Linked DNA regions of Rattus norvegicus: region 2 is linked to region 1. Evidence: chromatin contacts called from public Hi-C data. All regions are on one chromosome and are shown on one strand. Each heading gives the region's core, a stretch centred on a gene start, on an enhancer-like site or on the middle of the called end of the contact. The rest is flanking DNA. Distances are from core to core; before and after follow the strand shown.

Region 1 (2,887 bases), core at 172-2,671:
ACTACCTCAATCCACTGAACCACCTTGCTGGCCCCTGAATCTGCAATTTCACGAGCTCCTCAGTTGATAGGCACATAAGAGATGCATCTTGGGGCAAACTCTACAGCTGAGAACCCAGGATGGTAAGGAGAGCCGAGGCTGGCCACTAAGAGCCGTATTCCTAGTCAGTCTGAAGTGTCTTCCTAAAAAATCAGAGTTGAGTGAGAATGTAAAAATCCATCGCATGGCTATAACCTAGGAACTCAGACATCTGAGACAGAAAAGATGGGAAGACTGGGCTAGCTTGAGCTACGTAGCCAGACCCAAAAGAAGAGGAGGAAGAGGAGTAGGAAGAGGAGGAAGACAGCTGAGGGGATGGCCCAATGTGTAGAGTTCCTGCTGTGAAAGCACGAAGACCTGGGTTTGAATCTCCAGAAGCCACATAAAAGCTAGAAGGGTAGCTCCTGTTTGTAACCCCAGTGATTCCGTAGGGAGATGGGAGGTGGGGCTGGAAGCTCTGACCATTGACTTAGTCTGTAAAACAGCAAAACAAGAGACCCTGTCTCAAACAAGAGGAAAGACAAGGGGGACACTAGAAATAGCCTTCCAACCTCACACGTGCTCCATGACAACTGCACATTTACACACACACACACACACACACACACACACACACACACACACACACGAGAGAGAGAGAGAGAGAGAGAGAGAGACTGAGACAGAGACAGAGACACTAAAAACAAAAGCAAAAACACACTACACTTGCAATAAGCTGCCCAGAGTAGTAGTGAACTGTGGTCCAGGAAGGCATTTAAGCAGATATTGGTTCCATACGGGCTAGAGATGGGAGGAGAGACTTAGACACTAGCCCAGTGTTCACGGGAAACCTTTTTCACAGCCCTTATCTCTCGGGACCATGATTCTAGCTCATGCCATTCGGTGGCCTCCCATTATGGAGTGGGGAGTGTCCTAGTTCAAGTTTCATATTTGGAAAGGGAACACAGGTTCTGTGAGCCCTGGTGGGAGCCAGGATATGAAGATTTTTAGACCATCAGACTATGCCCAGAGAGCCCACACACACGCTTGGCCTCAGGAGACTGGCACCCTGCCTCTGCTCCTGGCTCCTTCTCTGCCCTCCCCTAGTAGTAGTACATAACTGACACAGAGATCCAGGAGCTCAGGAGGGGACTTGGAGCTACCATCCACAGAAACCGTGCCTAACGCCCCGTGTAATCACCACCATGTGTCTCTGTCAAGAGCTGGCTTCTGCTTCAGTGAGGTCCCTGGAAACTCCTCATCAGACCCTCTGCATAGGAAACAAACGGACAAGTTAGGATGGTAGCAAATCCTGCTGTCCTTCTGCTGACAAAGGCCCCATTTAGCAAAACGGTTCGGCAAGGACAAAAGAGGAGCAATCTCTGAGTAAAGCACTTTAGGATGTGGGGTGGGAGGAGGTTGCAGCGGGATCTAGCCAATGGCTTGAGAGTAGGAGAGTTGGCATGCCAGTTATTAAGGATGTGAGGCAGAAGTTGTGAGGAGAAGGGAGCGTTTGCCTTCGCTTCCTTTCCCCCAACTTGTTCATTTCCTATGAGCCAACTGTGAACTGAGGTTTCCGAGAGGAAACCTGCAGACTGATGGACTCCTCAGAACTTCCCGATTATAGAGCACCAGCTATCTTTGTGCTTGTAATAACAATTTTAAGAACAGTACCTTAAAGCCACGCATAGTAGCTTGTGCCTTTAACCCCAGTACCTGGGAAGCATTTGTGATTTGGAGGACAGCTTGCAAAGTGAGTTTCAGAACAGTCATAGTTACATAATGAGACCCTGTCTTGAAAAAGAAAAAAACCAAAACAAGAACCTAAAACAAACAAACCCCAAAAAACCTAAAACAAATCACCAACCAACCAACCAGTCAACCAACCAATCAACCAACCAATCAACCAACCAACCAACCAATCAGCCAACTAACCAACCAACCAACCAACCAATCAACCAACTAACCAACCAACCAATCAACCAACCAGCCAACCAACCAACTAACCAAACAACTAACCAACCAACTAACCAACCAACCAACCAACCAACTAACCAACCAACCAACCAACCAGCCAACCAACCAACCAACCAACCAACCAACCAGCCAACCAGCCAAACAAACAAACAAACAAACAAACAAACAAACAAACCCAAACAGCAGTAGCCTGGGTAGGAGAGATAGCTCAGTTGGTAAATTGTTTGCTATACAAGCAGGAAGACCTGAGTTCAGCATCCCCAGAACAAAGGTATAAAAATCTGGGCTTGATCTCAGCCCCGGGTAGATAGGAACAGGCAGATCTCTCTCTGGAGCTCCTCCTTTTTCCTTCCTTTCCTTCCCTTCCCTTCCCTTTCCCTCTCTTCCTTTCCTCCTTCTTCTCCATCTCTTTCTACACAGCCTAGCCTCATTGGTGAGCTCAAAGTTCAGTAAAAAAGACCCTGTCCCAGTAAATAAGGTGAAGAACAATTAGAGAAGGCAAGTGACCTCTCCCTCTGGCTTCCACGTGTATGTATAGATGAGCACAGGTTTCTATCCCCCTTGAAAAAAGCAAGAGGCCACATACACATATAGACACCACACACATGCCCTCAAACGTTCATAAAGATTTTGGTTTCATTTTTTGAGGGACATAAATAAAGCATGGGGTAGCCAAGTGACTTGTGAGGTGGTGTCTTCACATCTGTAGCCGGGTCACCAGGAATGAAGTCACAAGGAACATCAGCTTTGACCACACCTGAAGGGATGACCCTGGACTCTGGCTCCTGCCAGGCATTAGAACAGTTCCTATAACTTCTCTATATTATGGTTCTTCCTTGCTGTGAAGTGGAGGTACAAGGTAATCCAAGCTCTCTCTATCTGTGACTACGAG
Region 2 (2,772 bases), core at 34-2,533, 150 kb before region 1:
CCCTTTTGGCTCCAGGAGGACCAGAATTGCAGCTGGCCCTGGGACAGATTGGCAACTGTCAGGTCAAGAGCACTCAAGGAGCTTCCCACAGGTTCCCATAGGCTGCTGGGGAGCTGCAGGAGACAGCACTGGAGAGTGAGCCATGGTAGACGAGTGACTGGCCCTGGATGAGGGGGGGTTCTGACTGGGGAACCATGAGTCCTTCATGCCTGGCCTGTACAAACATTACACTGGTTTTGGTCTGGGTTACTGGTCCCAGGGAATGTTGGGGGCACAGAGAGAAGAGAAGCAGGATGGGGTGGGGTGGGGTGGTGGGGGTTGGGGTGATGGTGGGCTGAGCTGCAGAGCCCAGTCTTAGTCCACTTCTAGAACTGACGAGAGGCCAAGCTCCAAGCAGAAGACTCCAAAGCAAAGACCTCTGCAGGAGAAGGAAGAGATCAGTGACTTCTAGACAGTGTTCAGACTCCAACTTCTCTGATTTATTGTGAGGCTAAGTCTCATGTAGCCCAGGCTAACCCTGAACTCCTGATTTTTCTGTACCGCCAAGTTAGTTTATGCTGGGGATTGAACTCAGAGCCCATATGCTGGGCAACCGTTCTACCAAGTGAGCTACATCTCCAGCCCCTTGCTCCATCCGTCCGTCTGTCCTTCCCTCCTTTCAACACAGGGAACTGCTATTGTGTAGTGTGGACCAGCCTGAGACTCACCAGCTCCTTCCTGCTTCAGCCCGAGTGCTGGTATTACATGTATGTGTCACCGTAGCCAACCGATTCATCAGTGGAATGGAATAAACACGTTACCTCTGTGGCAGGGGCTCACAGCTGTTGGGCAAGCCCTCTACCGCCCAGCTTAGTCTTCAGTCCTGGAGCGGGTTCACTCTTCTCCCGTCAGGAGAAACAGGCCTGGTCTGGAATCAGAGCTGGATTAATCTGTCAGGCCCAATGGCACAGACGGATCCATCCTAATTTCTGGTAGTGTACTTGCGTCTCTCGGGCCATTGTCATTTCTGTCACCATGAAGAATGGGGTCTCGGCAAAGGGAGAGGCCCTAGGGAGGGGCTGAACCCTAGCTGAGGCAGAACCAGTGTTCAAAGAGACAGCATGGCAGCTGGACAAGGCCTGCCTTAGGCCTGGAACATAGGCAGGACAGGGGGGCTGTCATTGGCCAGGAGGGAAGGAGAGGGAGAAGGAGAGGGGGAGGGGCAGGGGGAGAGTGAGTGAGTTGAGAGATGAATGCCTCCCTCCCTGAGGCCAGGCCCACTCATTATTCTGGCTCATTTTCCCCAGAGAGTGCCCAGCATAATTGGATCAGATGGAATTCGAGCCAGCTCCCTTCCTCAGTCTCCAGTGTGGCTTCATTAGTGAGTCTTTTGTAAATAAACTGAGTGGAGGAATAAAAAAAAAAACCCAAAAAACAAAACCCCCATCATTTATTCTGCTGTGACTGCCTGATGACACATTAGATGCGTCTTAGGAACATAAGGAACAAAATGGAAACCTTGTGGGCTTAGAGACCCCCTTTGTGAATGACTCCCTGTCTGCTCTTCTCCACAGAAGCAGCTTCTGGAGGAGGAGGTACTGTGGGGCTGGAAGCGGCTCTGGCTGGTGATACAGTTGATCCCGGCCACACATCTCCAGCCTCAGATTTCATGCAGCACGGTCCTTCCCAGGCAAATCTTCGGGTGTTTGGGATATAGCAATGAGTCAGACACGGACAGATCCTAGATCTACTGCAGTGGAGTACCTGGCAACACCGCTCTTCAGACGGGTCTGTTTCTGGGGACAAACCCGGAAGAATGTGTCGTGAGGCAGTGCCTGGCGGTTGGATCCATGACTTCACTACACTGACGGAATGCAGCCTTTACCAAGTGAGATTGCACCGGCCGGGGAGACTGAGCCAACAGACAAGACCTCTGTGCTACGGCTCACAAAGCCTGCATCCACAGCACACAATGTCACTTCTCAGTCTACAGAGTGAGCAGCCTCAGGATGCCTAGCCACTGAGGAGGCCCCTACCAAAGGCGTCTGGGGAGAGATTCACAGGCTATTTCTTTTTCTTCTTTAAAAAATATGTGTTTTAGTTTAAAGAAATTATGTAAGATGGGCAGTGGTGGTGCATGCCTTTAATCCCAGCACGCAGGAGGCAGAAGCAGGTGGATCTCTGAGTTTGAGGCCAGCCTGGTCTACATGCAGAGTGAGTTTCAGAACAGCCAGGACCATACAGAGAGACCCTGTCTCAAATAAATTTTTTTGTATGTATGTGGGTGTGTGTGCATTTGTGCATGTCAGAGTAGACACAGAGACCATAAGGAGGTGTCTGATCCCTTGGAGCTGGAGTTAGAGGGGGCTGTAAGCTGCCCAATGTGTGTGCTGCGATTTGAACGAGTCTTCTGCAAGAGCAGTAGGTGCTCTTACCCACTAAGCCACATGTCCTGTCCCTTATTTGCTACTCCCGACCTAGACTGTTACTCATTCTATTCACTGAGAGCCCAAAGAATCACCAAGTAAAATAGAGTGATTCCAGGAGAGGTAAAAACCTGAGAAGTGAGGGCAAGTGAGTGAGTGCAGCTGGTTTTCTTAGGCTAGTTTTCCCCTCAATTGCTTTTTCCCCCTCAACAGGATATGGATATATATGTATACATTTATGATGATGATGATGATGATGATGATGATGATGATGATGATGTAGACTTTGGAGCAGGTAGGCTTGGGGCCAGGCCCTGGCCCAAACACTGCAGACTGTGTAGTTTGAAATTTATTTGCTCCCATGAGG

The links. A called contact is a pair of places that touch in the nucleus more often than the background predicts.
Region 2: a Hi-C map of Schwann cells shows a contact between it and region 1, with 5 times the contacts expected there. The contact joins two enhancer-like sites. A contact is called at or near these places in 11 of 12 Hi-C or Micro-C datasets (the A7r5 cell line, the Rat2 cell line, Schwann cells and 6 more).

The regions. Positions count from the first base shown.
Region 1 is chr10:42,307,010-42,309,896 of GRCr8, reverse strand. No RefSeq gene overlaps it. Among named protein-coding and RNA genes, the nearest start is that of Galnt10, 14 kb to the left of the region's middle. Within about 2 kb of position 1,421, at least 1 of the 93 cell types and tissues checked has an H3K27ac peak or open chromatin away from gene starts, as enhancers often do. A contact at or near this core is called in Schwann cells, where this site is marked.
Region 2 is chr10:42,453,997-42,456,768 of GRCr8, reverse strand. The region is part of intron 7 of Galnt10 (polypeptide N-acetylgalactosaminyltransferase 10); the gene reads right to left. Among named protein-coding and RNA genes, the nearest start is that of Sap30l, 25 kb to the left of the region's middle. Within about 2 kb of position 1,283, at least 6 of the 93 cell types and tissues checked have an H3K27ac peak or open chromatin away from gene starts, as enhancers often do. A contact at or near this core is called in Schwann cells, where this site is marked.